Linked DNA regions of Oncorhynchus mykiss: region 1 is linked to region 2. The links are chromatin contacts, called in public Hi-C maps. All regions are on one chromosome and are shown on one strand. The core of a region is the stretch at or near the end of the contact, and the rest is flanking DNA. Distances in the headings are between cores, read along the strand shown. Region 1 has its middle 84 kb from the start of LOC110526229. Region 2 holds the start of ccnd1 (G1/S-specific cyclin-D1).

Region 1 (2,974 bases), core at 187-2,686, 90 kb after region 2:
CACACACACACACGCACACAAAGAGTCACATAAAGAACAACATACACCACTACTACAAACTACTAAAAGCAGGACGAATAAACAGATGAACTAACTAGAACAATAGATTCTCCGCCTCAAACAAAAGAGTAGCATGGTTGTACAAAAAAATATATATAAGGCAGACTGAGGTAATTGCAGAATTCCCAGCCAGATATTCTTCCCTGATGAAAGATCAATGCTTGGAATACCATTCGGATTTGGCCTCGCTTAAAGTTGCCCTGGCGGAAAGTCTATTTATATGAAGAGCAAAACGTTGGATTTTGAGAGGCCTTGAGGTTAATAAAAAGTAAATGCCTATGGTTTGCTTTGGGTGGAATAGATCCCCTTTTCATACTCTTAGTGAAATGTAAGGAATATTGTTTGTTGGAATGTTGATGTCATAAAGTCATGACCCCTAACGTGTTTTTAGCTTTTCACATTTGGCTAAATAGAATGCTCTGTAGTTCCTACCAATACGTCCACATGGCCCACCACAAGAGCTACAGTAGCTGTTCATTTTGTTCAGTAGCGTCCTAGTGCTATTAACACATACTTAGAAACCACACAAATACCTGAGGAGTTACATGCTCTAGACAAGAGTGGGTGGCTTTGACGCATTGTGTAGCAGGAGTGTGTGCTAACAAAAGATATCCCTGTCATGTGGCGGCAGGTAGCCTAGTGGTTAGAGTGTTGGGCCAGAAACCGAAAGGTTGCTGGATCAAACCCCTGAGCTGATAAGGTAAAAATCTGTTGTCCTACCCCTGAACAAGGCAGTTAACCAACTGTTCTCTGGTAGGCTGTTTTTGTAAATAGGAAATTGTTCTTAACTGACTTGCCTAGTTAAATAAAAGTGAAATGTACAATCTGCATTATTGGTCAATATTATATTTCTGTAGTTACTCTTTTGAGTTTAGATAGTCGTTCTTCACAAACTCCTCCTTCACACTAGTGTTCTATCATACAACATATTCGGTAATAGTAATCTCTCCTTTCCTATCTTCACACACACATCACATCACTCTCTCGCTCTCTACCATCCTGTGAAGTGACTTCTGTCTCCCATGTAGGCCCACAGTAACCTAACATAGCAGGCGTAGAAATATGCCTGAGCGGAAGTCCCACTTCCTTTTTTTCAGGGGAAACAGAAGTTAGGTTGAAAACACCGTATCCCTGAAAACCGGATGTTAACGTTTTCTGCCGACTTAGCATAGACAAGGGTCACAGAGGCATGACCCAGTCTCCTTAGACCTAAGCAGAGGAGAGCACAGAGAAAACCCCACTGGTTATTTATAGTGGCTGGAGAGAGGAGAGGTCCCGTCTGGCTGGCCATTACCTCAGCCCTCTGGATATCTCAGTCTGCTGCCCTCTCCTCACCACTCTAACCTTGGCAGACCCTCTGCTGCAGCTTTGTTGAGTTGGAATGCAAGCACCACCTAGGGGTAGCCACGAGGAACTGCGCCCGGTTCCCATATGCTTCAAGACACTCCACAAGGCCCTGGCCATGCTCTTCTTCTTTCTGTCCCTCTTTTCATAGCTGCAGTGGTCCTACTTGGACCTTATGTGGACCAGGTAGGAAATTTGCGATATGCAATGAGCATTGTAATTTGATGCAAACAATAGGTAAATATTAGTACGACAATAATACATCTTCCACTACAACAAGACAAAGGACTTCTGTAAAATCCAACTTTCACATTCTGGATAACCTAGCTGTATATTGACTCCCATGATGGTAATGAACAAAACCACCTTTCTCAGTTCCAAGACAACGAAACCCAAGAGGGAATAGCATTGACAATGTGTTTGATCTAGTATATTGCTCTGAGGATTTCACGTGGGAACGTTAGCATTGCTAAACCCATTTACAGTGCCTTTTGACAGGAGGTGCTGCAAAGTGCCGCTGAGCTAGGGAAGTGCGGGGGCTGTTTTTACAGCTCTACAACTCTAAAGAAACCATGTTGTGATATCGATAACAAATGCATAACTTCTTGACCCGATAGACACACACCCACTCACATACAATCTCTGTATATCATATATCCTGATGCCGAGTCACATTACCCCTATACATATCTACCTCTACCACTCCAGTGTCCCTGCACATTGTATATAAAGTATGGTACTGGAACTGACTGACCCTTAAATATTATGCTTACAGTACTTACTTTCTCGCGTTCTTCTTATTTTCTATTTGTATTTCTCACGGGTTTTTGTTCTCCCTTGTGTTATTTTTAGTATAATATTGCTAGTGATTACTGCATTGTTGGGTTTAGCGCTTGTCAGAAAGGCATTTCACGTGACATTAAAACTTGACTTCCACATTCTATTTGGGATACATTATTGCATCTTAGCTAATGGCGTCAGTACGGAAAATCTCTAAAGATGCTGACCGCAGAGAAGTTGAGGCAAATCGTTTGTAGGAATCAATATCTTCGAGACATCCCCATCTGCAACATTAGCTACATGAAGCATTTCTTGGAAGCCTATGAGCCCATGTTAGAATGGCTTGCCTTGGAACATTGACGACGGGTGGGGCACTTGTGGTCCCTCGGTGGTAAGAACAAAACATTCTTCAACACCCCCCCATCCCTGTCTCAGGGTGTGTTAGAATCGACAGTCACATTGCACAGTGACCTGTCGTCATGTTATGGCAACATGTGCTCCACACAAATGAAACTCCGGGAAGTAAATGTCAATATTGATAACTGTGACCACAGCTTTCGTTCTAGTAATATTTCTTAGACGTCACATCACATCCCCCTCAGTGCTGATGGAGCCTGATGGCATCTGCAGATAAAGTCTGCCACTACAAATTCTCCTTCTCTTGCTGGGAAGCCTGGAGGAGAGACTGTGGCTCAGTATTAGTTCACCATGAACCCAAAACATCCAGCTGTCACACAGTAACAGTGGAATGTGGAAACACGATGGGAAAAAGTCTTCCCTTCTTCCATCA
Region 2 (2,965 bases), core at 13-2,512:
CACAAGACTCAATCTCTAACTACATGTAAATGTTGATTAATCGATATAGTATCATATCCGACCATTGAAAATGCATTCTTATTTAACATTTCTGTGAAAATTATCATGTCTCCAGAGCGACCTTCAGAAACTGCAGGAACAGCAGCCTGATTGGTAAGCCGAAACAAAACTTTATGGTTTTATATAATCATTTTTCTCTATCTGTGCGACAGGATTATAAATGCATACCCAAGATATACTTTTCGACTTGCTGATTGAGTTACTGTCATTGCCGACATTATTAAAGATTTTTAATGATATTAAAAACCTACGCATACGACAACAAAGATGGCGCATAATACTGGCAAGAGTAAGACTGCATACGTGTACATTGCTATTAATTTGGAACAATTTTTCAATCTAAATACATTTCCTATGTCCCGACAAAGAAAAGAATCGAGCAGCTACATTGCAAGTGTTGTAACTACTGAACACACACAATACCTTGGAAATAGCCTAATAGGCTACAACAGTGTTCCAAATCTATTTTAGCCTACTTGGACAACCGTTACAAATGAAACATTAGCCTACTACATGTCAGTATGTTTACATAATATGAATGATCATGCTTGGAAAGAATAAACGTGCGATGCATAAAACGACCAATTCAATACATTGCGTCCAAAGGGCATGGTTAGTGTTAGGACACAAACGTTTAAGCAATACATCGAGACATCATAAATGTACACACCTCTAACATCCATGTAGCCACAATTTTCCTCATTTTAGGTATTATTTCTTTCTGGACACACTTGAAGTAATTCGGAGACGGGAGATAATTTTCCTCTGCTTTGAGCATTGTCTGTAGAACTCGGTCATTTAGTAAGTTGGCGTCTTGGTAAGCTCTTCTGATGGTTTCCACTTCACAGCACAGCAGCTGGTGCTCCATATCTTTTGCGGTAGTATCTTGCGTTTTCTGGGCTGAATAAATAATCAAAATATGTGCTTCTTGTTAGGAGTGAGTGAGGCTCCGTGGATGCTGCTTGCTGCTCCTACAGTGTAAGCCCTCTGAGAGCTCCAACGCTTCACCCTTCTAGACAAAACTCCCCTTCAGAGGGCTATGCGATGACGTTAACTGTTGTTAAGGAGGATATCAAAGCAACAGCGAGTCTGAGAGAGCCGAGCTAAGGAGTCTATAGAGAGAGGAGGATCACTCTAAAGAACTACCCCTCTAAAGTTTCCAAGTCCTTCCAATCGCTGCTTATCCACTCCTATAGGTATGGAAATGGGAGGTCCCAGTATTCTGGGTGGCGTAGCCTATACAGCGGAGGGGAGTCAGGAGGGGTTGAAGAGAACGTACGCTGAGTGGTGGGGGTTTGAGGGAGAAGGGATGTAGGGCCAGTGTCAGTATAGGGAAGTTGGTTATGCAGAGATTAATGTGAATTGGTTCAATTTTGATAGGGGGCGGTATAGACACACTCATGAAACTTTCCTCTAAAAAAGCTCTGAGAATAGCTCCGGCTTCTCTTCTCGTCACCCAGTCGAACATGAGGTGAGCACATGGGCAAGCTTCTAACACACAAAGACATTTAACAGTGCGACATGTATTTTTTAAATCACTTTAACGTAATCATTATGCAGCAATTCATATACTTGTTCAGATTGCAGGCATATTCAATAGACCTATGCATCACAAAACCTGTAAAAAGCATATAAAACTATCAGAGCCATTCAATAAGGCAGGCAATTTAATATTTCAAGAGTAAAACACGATGTGCAAAGTCGTTTACGTTAAAGCCTAATCTAATAATAATTGCACTATAAACATCTTTAATTTAGACAAATTAGCCTATTATCAATATTGATTTCAGGTTTCAGTTTAATTTTACGGCATTAAAACTTGTCACAACAAAAGTGCACTACCTCACTTTACAGTGCTGTGTGTGTGGAAATTGTAATGTACAAGATGAATAACGTGGTGACTGAAACAAAAGTTTAAATAAACTGACCCCCCCCCCCCTCTTATCTCTCTCAATTCAATTCAAGGGGCTTCCTTGGCATGGGAAACATATGTTTACATTGCCAAAGCAAGTGAAATGGATAAACAAAAGTGAAATGAACAATAAAAAGTGAACAGTAAATATTACACTCACACACACAAGTTCTCTCTCTCTCTCTCTCTCTCTCTCTCTCTCTGACTAGGGAGGAGACCGAAATTAGTCTAAACCAATAGGAGGAATTGCTGTTACCAGGCAGAAGACGACCAAGCACTTATGATGAGAGTGTTGAAATGTTGTATTCAGATTAAAGTTACCGATAATCATGTGATTGGTTAAAATACCATTGGCTGTAGGCCAAATATGAAACGCGTGAACTGTTCTGTTATGTAACATTCAAAAAATAACAAAAAGGTACATTTTGAAAAGAAAGGTAGGTATGTTCTTTTGCCTTTAGAAGAGTTGCAAGTCATGGGAGCAGAATATCAATATTGTTGTTGTGTGGAAGAGGATCTAAATAAGGGATCAATTCCGTGACTAGTCAAAATCATATTTGTCACAATTTTTCTAAGAGTCGCATTAATCTCAGTCGTTTCAATAGGAATAGGAGCTTTTCGCATTCTTAACATTCTTCTCCATAGGCTATTGAATAGCTACCTAAAAGTACCGAAAGAGGCTTTCTTTTTGTCAAGACTTGCTATTCCTGACTGAATGTGGGTGAGTCATTCACCTTTACAAGTTTTTAAACTAAACTTTTTTTCAATCAAAATCGATGTTAGCATCTTTGTGATTTTTATCATTACCCATATGGCCTATAAGGTAGGCCTAGTATTCTTATCACCCACGTTGCACATTATTGCACTCTTTTCAACTTTTGTCATATTTTTTTAACATTATGCAAACCATGTGCCGAAATCCCTACATATTTTCAGCAGGGGCTTCAGCTAAACGTAGAGTATGGCAAAGTTACAGTGGGGTATTTTCTACCA

What was found. Hi-C and Micro-C count contacts between places; a contact is called where the count stands out from the background.
Region 1: a Hi-C map of liver shows a contact between it and region 2, with 7 times the contacts expected there. A contact is called at or near these places in 3 of 3 Hi-C or Micro-C datasets (blood and liver).

What each region holds. Positions count from the first base shown.
Region 1 is chr6:58,050,900-58,053,873 of USDA_OmykA_1.1, forward strand. No RefSeq gene overlaps it. Among protein-coding and RNA genes, the nearest start is that of LOC110526229, 84 kb to the right of the region's middle.
Region 2 is chr6:57,961,546-57,964,510 of USDA_OmykA_1.1, forward strand. ccnd1 (G1/S-specific cyclin-D1) reads right to left here and starts at 1,263. Exons shown (of 5, transcript XM_021607016.2): 1 at 731-1,263. The coding sequence starts at 928.